2 separate regions of the Gossypium arboreum genome follow, and region 1 is linked to region 2. Evidence: chromatin contacts called from public Hi-C data. All regions are on one chromosome and are shown on one strand. The core of a region is the stretch at or near the end of the contact, and the rest is flanking DNA. Distances in the headings are between cores, read along the strand shown.

The links. Hi-C and Micro-C count contacts between places; a contact is called where the count stands out from the background.
Region 1: a contact with region 2 is called in a Hi-C map of leaf, with 2.2 times the contacts expected there. The contact joins the promoter of LOC108467903 here to the promoter of LOC108469067 in region 2. A contact is called at or near these places in 2 of 5 Hi-C or Micro-C datasets (both in leaf).

The regions. Positions count from the first base shown.
Region 1 is chr8:36,134,122-36,138,825 of ASM2569848v2, reverse strand. It overlaps LOC108467903 (rho GTPase-activating protein 2), which reads left to right and starts at 2,263. Exons shown (of 4, transcript XM_017768720.2): 1 at 2,263-2,960; 2 at 3,709-3,829; 3 at 3,940-4,290; 4 at 4,399-4,704. The coding sequence starts at 2,632.
Region 2 is chr8:35,928,172-35,932,922 of ASM2569848v2, reverse strand. It overlaps LOC108469067 (probable indole-3-pyruvate monooxygenase YUCCA10), which reads right to left and starts at 3,351. Exons shown (of 4, transcript XM_017769960.2): 1 at 2,636-3,351; 2 at 2,080-2,313; 3 at 966-1,088; 4 at 512-884. The coding sequence starts at 3,247. The coding sequence ends at 720.

The DNA of each region.
Region 1 (4,704 bases), core at 1,014-3,513, 210 kb before region 2:
ATAATATAAATAAAATATATTAATTTTCCAATCAAAAGCATACAACATTGAAGAGCCAAATGTTGTTTTTTCAAGGATTTCTTTGGGAAATGAGTAATGTGTTTTCTTTTCTTTGTTTAATTATTGTTATTAGGGTTTTTTCATTAATTAATCTAAATTAGTAGTTTTTACCTTTTTAATTCTCATTCCTTAAAAATTAAAATAAATCAACTCTTGATTTTTTCCCCAAAATTAATATTTTATTAAAATTTAAAGACAAAACTTAATTAAAAAAACATAAACATCCTGTATTTTAATTTCTGTATAGATTAATATTTGTATTTTAAAAATACCACCCTATTATTAATGGTTTCAGATATCAAACAAATAAAAAGCTATTAGCACTAATTTTTTTTAATCTAATTGGTTTTTTTTTAATTTTATAAGTGATTTTATACTATATACATAAACTTTGATCCAATGTCTAATATCATATGTGAACTTTAATTACATGCAATTTTATATTTTAAAATTTGATTTAATTTTCACAAATCATTTACAATATTATCAAATTAGCACCATTTTACATTGATATATTATATACATAAATAATTATTTTGTTCCAATATAAAAATAAATGTATGTATTTATTTTTAAAACGTGTATAATTGAATTAAAATTAAAATTTTATATATACATATGAAAATCAATTAAAGTTCATATATCAAATATATGTTAAAGCAAATCTCATATATAAATTTGACATTTATCTTGATTTTAATTATAATTGTGACAGTAAAGATTAGTAAATCAATTATAAATAATAAACAGCAGGAAAGGCCTTGATCCTTAGATTATTGGTATAATGCCATTTTAGTCCTTTTAATTATAAAATATTAAATATAAGTCTTTTAAAATATATATTTTACCTTTGGCTTCCCATACTAATAAAATTTTATTTTGACTTCAATAACAAATTCCTAACTTTGTCCCCAATAAACACTAAATTGTGTCTCACTTATCTTACACTTATTAATTATCAATGGTGAAAAAACCTATGTCGAGTGTATATAATTTAAATAGACTGATAATTTTAAAAATTAGTAATAACTTATGGCATTCTCTGTTCATACCACTTGCACCAATCGAAAGTTCCCTTTCTCTTTTTCTTCTACAGTTTATTTTTTTTTCATGAAACAACTTTGAATGTCATAAATCTATAAACCAAACAACTTTCTTCTTTGATCTTCAGTATTGATCATCATATCGATTTGGATCTAACATATATTCTTCTACTTGTCAATGGGTACTGATCGACCGTACTAATTGTTATTAAGAGCTCGCTAGCCGAACTTTAAAATAATACTTAATAATCAGTGACTTAAATAAAAACTTTTGTATAATTTAGTGGCTTAAATGAGAATTTTTAAATGATTCAGTGATATTTTATAACTTTTAAAATTGAATCACCAAAATTTAAAGTTACTAATAATTTATTATTTAGATGTTGTTTACCTTTTAGATTATACTTATATCAATTTTTATGATTATTGTTATTATGTTTTAAATAAGTAAAGACAAAGAAATAATAAATATTATTGAATTAAAATTTTCAAATTTTAATATATTTTTAACATTTCAACTGTATTTGTCTATTATATTACATTTTTTTTCATATCACTATTAGTTAAGAAAATTTAACATTTGTCTATAATATTATATGAATTTGTTAAATTACCTGTAATTGAGTTTTTTTCTTTTTCTTTTGATATATCTTAAAACTAAATCAATTTTAATTTAACATGAATTTATTTATATGTGAATTTTTATTTTGAGTAAATTTTTTATAAAATTTTGATTTTAATTCAATTCTCTAATGATATATTTAATAATATAACCAAAAGTAATTAAACTTTTCGAGTCAAAACATATTAAGGGATAAAAATATTAGGTCAAATGCTATTATTAATCCTATACTCTCGATTTAATTTTTACATTTTAATTTTGTCAATTTATATATATTGATTTGGTCAAATTTAGTCTCTATACTTTTAGGTTTTGAAATTATAATATCAATCCAAAAGATAACAGTTAAATTTTATAAATTGTCTTGTATTATACATAAAGTTATAGATTTAATTCATGTTCTCCAATTGGATCCATTAACTGGTTTTTGCCAATAAAATATGAAAATACCAAGTTGATATAATGATTAGCAATACCAAACTTCGAAAATAGAAGAACTTAATGAATTTAACAATTACTATTTAGTGAAGACTGAAATTTTAAAAGTGATAAGTATATTATTAAAAATGACTAAATTAAAGTGCAGAGACTAAATCTACAGGCTACATATAATAGAGGGACTAAAAGAAAATTTTAACCAGAAAAGTCCGTATAATTGTGCGTTTTGGTACGTGGCATTCTCGAAATATTAGGACAACCACAAGGCCAAATGCAAATGTTCACTGTAGATAAAGTAAAAAGATAAAATTTGAAAAACAAGTGGCCGTTAGTAATAAATAAATAAATCAAACCTCTTTCACTTACAAACTCTCTTATACTTAAATGCAACACAACAAAAAACTCGTTACCAAATTTAAAACCTCGTGATTCTTAAGAGGGAAGAGAAATCCAAAGCCGATTGAGATAATGACTGCTCCAGTAATGCTGACCAAAGGAGGTGGCTGCGGTGGTGGTGGCAGTGGTAAGAAGCGAGGAGCTAAGAACTCCGTGGAAGAGCAGCAGCAGAACCAGATTTCCGTTGCGGCGTTGCTTTTAGCCGCTTTAAGGAAATCCATGGTGTCCTGTCGTGTTGATGGAGAAGATGAAGCGATGCATTCCGCCGTTAATAACATGGAAATCGGGTGGCCAACCAACGTACGACACGTAAGCCATGTTACCTTTGATCGCTTCAATGGGTTCTTGGGTCTTCCCCTTGAATTCCAAGTTGAGGTACCGGGCCGGGTTCCATCCGCTAGGTAATTTCTGCTTGTTGCTTCTTCTTCTTTTTTAAATATATTTCAAGCGTTTATTTTTTTTAAAATACAAATATGAAGTGCTAGAGTGAAAATTTTATGAATTGTCAATTTTTTAGAGGACTAGAAATGCAATTTACCATATTATTTTTTATGAAAATTTTCTTTCTCCTTTTTGTAACTAGAAACTTAAAAAGGAATCACCAGAAAGATATGCAAATTTTAATTAAACTATAATTTCTAGTTAGACCTTTATATATATATTTATATATAATTTTATAAAATAATAATTTCTATTTTATATATTGATATCTTTTGATTCAATGTTTTAGTCATTTTAAAAAAAATATCTACCAATATTTATTGTGAAAAATTTTGGATTTTCAAAGAAATTTTTTAAATAATTATCTGAATTCAATTTTAGGTTAAATTATCGTTTTGATGCCTTAGCATAATTAAGGCCGTTAATTATTTCTGTTAATATACTAACATGAATTTTTCTTTTTTAACACAAAAAATACATTTCAGATAAAAGAGGTGCTTTTAAAAAAAAAAATTCAAAATTTTAACCAAATTTGAACTATCTAATGGGATTATAAAAAAATGGATTAAATTATGGCAAATTAAAGTACAGGGACTAAATCCCAAATTTGAGCATTGTAGAAGGACCAACCAGAATATCCTCTTTTATCAATTTTCTCTATATTTTAACCACGTAGTCCTAAATTGCAAATATATTTTTTCTTTGCAGCGCGAGTGTGTTTGGGGTCTCAGCGGAATCAATGCAATGCTCATTGGATCCAAAAGGGAACAGCGTCCCCACTATACTGTTGCTGATGCAGAAGCGGCTTTATTCACAAGGAGGGCTTCAGGTTTTCATTATTTTCATTTTAGTCCCAGCTTTAGTACTTAGTATTTACATCTATATGCAATTACCCTGGTTAAATGATGTTATTGCTGTTTAATTTGTTCTTGTTTTCAGGCAGAAGGGATTTTCAGGATAAATCCTGAGAACAGCCAAGAGGAGCTTGTAAGGGATCAGTTGAACCGTGGCATTGTGCCGGATAATATCGATGTTCATTGCCTTGCAGGCCTTATCAAAGCCTGGTTCAGGGAGCTTCCTGCAGGTGTGTTGGATGGACTTTCCCCAGAACAGGTTCTTCATTGCGATAACGAAGAGGAGAGCGTTGAGCTCGTGAAGCAACTGAAGCCAACGGAAGCCGGATTGCTCAATTGGGCAGTCGATCTTATGGCAGATGTCGTAGAAGAGGAGGAAACGAACAAGATGAATGCAAGGAATATTGCTATGGTTTTTGCACCAAATATGACTCAGGTATATATATATATATTTGGGACATTGTTGGATTAAAGATTGTAATTAAAAACTGCTTTTGTAAAAATAGAGCATTTGATGTTTGATTGTTTTCCTCTATTGGAACAGATGTCCGATCCGTTGACGGCTCTGATGCATGCTGTTCAAGTAATGAACTTGCTCAAGACCTTGATCATGAAAACGCTACGAGAACGAGAAGAGACCGCGAGTTCATCTCATTCATTCGATCATCATACAGACGAGGAGTTCGATTGTCGTAGTTTAGATGAGATGGATATGAGCTGCGAAGGGCCTATATCTGATTACGATAATTCCCTTTACGGTAACTACAGCGGAGATAACGAGGAAGACGGAGTAGAGGCATTCGGTGAAATAGAGGAATGCTTCTTGAGGCAACCGGATGATGAGAATAAC
Region 2 (4,751 bases), core at 2,102-4,601:
AGTAGAAGTCCAAACTTAAGCTAGAGCCAACAGGCTTTTCATTTGATAATTTGGGATTATGTTAACGGTTGGGTGACATGATTTGAATTGTGCCAAAACAAATGTAAATATGTGATCATTCTTCTATCTTTTTCTTTTTTTAAAAAAAAATAGATGTTAAATATGCCATCATTCTTTTATCTTTTTCTTTTTTTAAAAAAAAAATTAGATGTTAAATGTAAGTTTACACAAAGGAACCACAGAAGCTATTATAAGAGTACCAATTTGTATCATGTTTGTTTTTTTCTGTTCTTTTATGATAGCTCTTTTCTCTTAACAAGGGATCCTACCTTGTAGTTTTAAAACTAGACCTATGAATATCATGACCATATTTTTTTCAGACAATTGGAGTCAAATGGCATTCCTCTCATTTGATGATTTTGTATTCAGTTGAAAGTTGATGCCACCCAATAGGTCTGGAACTTTCTAGAGTTCTCCTGTATGTGATATATTCCATACAATAGCACTACAGTATTATAACTCTATTGGATTTACTAAAGAAATGATTATTCATACAGATAGCTTAAACCCTAAACCACCTCGGTTTGGCTATATCATGCATCCATATTTCAACACATACATCCGTACATAGATGCATGCATGCATAAGTACATAGTCACAAGTGAACTAATATGCTTGGTTTAGAATATGTAATTTCGTGGATCAAAGGAATCATTTAGTTACTGAAGTGAGTTGATATCATCGGCTATGTTGAGTGCATCGCTAGCCGCCCCATATAGCCCCCTTCTCGACAGACCGACGCAGTACAAGCCATTCTTTCCTTTCCAATGGTTTGGGAAACTCAGCTTGGAAATCCCATCATCATTCAGCAGGTAATCATCTCCCTGTTTCAGTTTATTATAGTAAAGCGCAGTTAGTTTGATGTTGTGGTTTGAGAAGGGAAAACACAGGGTATGATATGTTACCTTAAGCCAGACATTAGTGGAGCGCTTGAAGCCAGTGCAGAAGACGATTGTGTCGAAGGGATGCGTTGTGCCGTTCTCGAACACCACCTCGTTGCCTCTTATGCTACATATAGACGGCAACACCTGAAAAATATTATGCATTTTTGGATTTTTTGAAAACCAAATATCTAAGCGAAACAAGATGCCCTAATTGGGCCCGACCGGGGGCAGTCAATTTTTTTATTAAAAATTTCAGTCAAGCTCATATCAAATTTTCCCCTTTTGAAAATTTTACCAAAGTCTCTTTTATTTTTATAATTATTTTAATATTTTTAATTAGAATTTTTAGCTTTTAAAAGATTTTATAAAATATAATATTATTTTTATACAATGATTAAAACTACCCATAAGTCCTCTCAAGTCATGTTCTCTTATACTAGTGACGATGTCAATATCAATTGAGTTAAGGCTCAATCAACATAAAAAAACATATTATAATATAAAAAAATGCATCTTTTGGAAGAAATGATTGTATGAAACTGTGATTCCACGTTATATTTATCCATTTTCAATAGGAGAATGATAAATCAAATTTTTCCTCTTAATTTTTAGCTTTTTTTCTCCTTAAAAAAATTCAAATCTAACAAAAATATTAAAAATCAAAAGAAAATTTTGATTTGTTATTTTCTATTAAAAAGAATAGAAATAACATAGAATTATAATTTTATACAATCTTTTAGAAGTTTTAGGATAATTAATTTGTATTTTTAAAATTGAGATGGGGACAAAAATAATATAAAACTCATGTCACAATCGGTTATGATTGACCAAAGCATTGAATAAATAAAGGGGAAAAGAGAGTTGAAAATGTAAAAGAGATTCTTAGGTTTTAAGGAAATTAAGAAAGGCCTTTGTTAATTGCAAATGACATCACCAACTTTTTTGGTTCACGTTATTGTTACAAACCCTCGTACCCTCATTTCCTTTTTTCCTTCAAGAATACCAATCAATCGGTTATATTATCAACTTTCAGTTCGATTGATTTGACCATATGTACAAAAATAATTAAAAATTCATTTTTTTTTAATGGAAGTTGTAACATAGTAATTGGTAGAGAAAATGAAAATAATATTACCCGAATCTCCTGGGACTTGATCTTCTTACATGTACCAATATCAGTAATAGGGTATTTTCCATAGGCAGCTTTCATGAAAAATGGACCGTCCTTGGGCCTGTAGATTCCGTACTTGGACAAGTCCCCATAAACAAGCTTGCTAAGCATCACCATTAACGAGTCCACCAAGTTTACCCGTATATACTTCACCAAAATTAACCCCAAGTAAATCATATCCCTTGAAAGAATGTGAACCTGCAAAACATATCAACCATTGCAAGTAATTTAACCGGTTTCATCACTTCAACCATTACAAACAACTACAAGTTAAATATGGTTTTAGTCCTTGGTAATGATTTGATATCAAGGCAAGTCATTAGTTGACCCCTTCACATTATTTAATATTTTAGTTTTAATAAAATCATTAGCAAGTTGAAGATACAACTTCCATCACAAAAAGATTTATATCAACATTATTTGAAAAAAATAATCCTATTAATTTATTAGAATAATTAATAAAATTATAAATTATGTGAAATTCGAGGACTATGGAACCAAAGTTCAACTTGTTAATTACCGGGCTTCGAACAACTAAAGAAGTTTGGGCACCATGATTGGCAAGGTCAAAAGCGATCTCCATGCCCGAATTCCCCGACCCCACAACCAAAACCTTCTGGTTTTGAAACGCCTTCCCATTTCTGAACCGCGTCGAATGAAGAACATCGCCGGGGAAAGTATTAAGCCCTTCAATCACCGGCGTAAAAGGGTCGCTCGTTTCACCGCTAGCCACCACCAAGAACCTCCCTTCCAACTCCTCCACCTCGCCGGAACCCAAGTTCCTGGCCTTAACAATCCATTTCCCGGTCTCTCCGTCGAACTCCGCTGACTCGACGGTCCGACGGTACAAAGGGCTGATCTTAAAACGAGAAACGTAGTCGTCTAAGTAGCTTACGAACTGTTGTCTGGAGACGAAACGTGGGTAAGAGTCGGGGAAGGGCATGTGAGGGAGCACGCAGAATTGCTTGTCTAAGTGAAGGTGGAGACGGTCGTAGGCGTATTTCTTCCACAGAGAAGCGATACAGTCTTCTCTTTCAAGGATTATGTATGGGATTGAGTGGTGGTTAAGGCAAGCCGCCATGGCCAGCCCCGAAGGGCCCGCTCCGACGATAATGACCTGTTCTTTTTGCATCCCCGACTATAATGACCGGCTATGTAGTAGCGCGATATCAAGCAGAATGGGTCGCTGCCTTAGGGATGGAAACACAGCTGTGGGCAGATATTTATACTATTATAGTACCACATTGTTTATTGAGAAATTATTTGTTACGGTTGGAGATTTTAGATTGAAGATCAAGGGTTGATAAATGTGGTTAAAGATAATAGTAAACTATTTAAAAATAGAAGTATATGATAATTTTTAAGATTATTTTATCACTGATTAATAGTGGCAGTTTTAAAATTGACATAATAATTTTAATCATTAATATTTATATTTTGTGGTAATTTAGCGTTTATTTTGAAAAACTTAATTCTTAATTTTTACACATTGAGTAATTTAGGAGACCAAAAAATAAAATTAAATAATTCGATAATTATTTTGTAACTTTTTATAGTTATGTGACAAACAAATTAAGTGAAAATTAGTAAAATTTACCTTTTATAAAATTGTTTCTTAAAGATTTATAAAATTGTTATTGGACAAATGAGTTTAATGATTTTAGTTATTCTAATACGTGTTCATTTAAAGATTTTATATAAAAGATAAAAGTTATTACCTTATATAAAAATATGTTTTAAGCTTTTTTAACTATAAATTGATATTGATTAACTCATGACATTAATTTAATTAAGAGTATTTTAAAATATTAAATTAAAAATTTATATCATAAATTTACAAGAAAGATTAATATGGCTTTAGCTATAATAATAAAAGTTGATGTAATGAAGATATTATAATTTGTAAGTATTTTTCAAAAGTTGATATAAAAATATAAAATGATGGAAATGATATATATTTTAATTACTCATAAAGATGTGTTGTTAATTTGCAGTGATTACACGTAGTGACTTGAGATTTGACTTGCGGTGCTTTTAAATTAGGAAACTTATTTACCTATGCTCTTAGGATATACACACTTTCATTTGGATTATACTATCTTCTTGTAAAACCAATATTAATAACATCAAAATAAAATAAATTTTATTCATTAAATACAAAATTTGGTACCAATTAAACAAAATATACGAATATTAGGTGTACACATAGATTAGTTTGGCACCGACACCTTCCCCAATTTGAGGATAAATTACAAACCTAAAAATTATAATTATTCCATTAATTATATTTAAGATTAAATTCTTATCAAGTATGAATAAATTTAAAATTAAAATATAACTCACACATGATAATATTTAAATTATAATAAATTTTTTAAAAATTTATATGTGTTTTACACAAAGAGTGGATCTTAATTTGGGATTTCAAAATTCTAAGCATCTTAACCCTACTATTAAATTAAAGTTTCATTCATAAAATTAGTTACCATTAATAAAAGGGATAAAACTCAAAATTACGCATGAATTTTTGTCTAATATGTAATGTTATAAATGATTATTTAGTGAATATATTTTTATTTTAAAATATCATATTAGTGAACTTATTAGAAAATTTAAATGGAATTAACAATTAAACT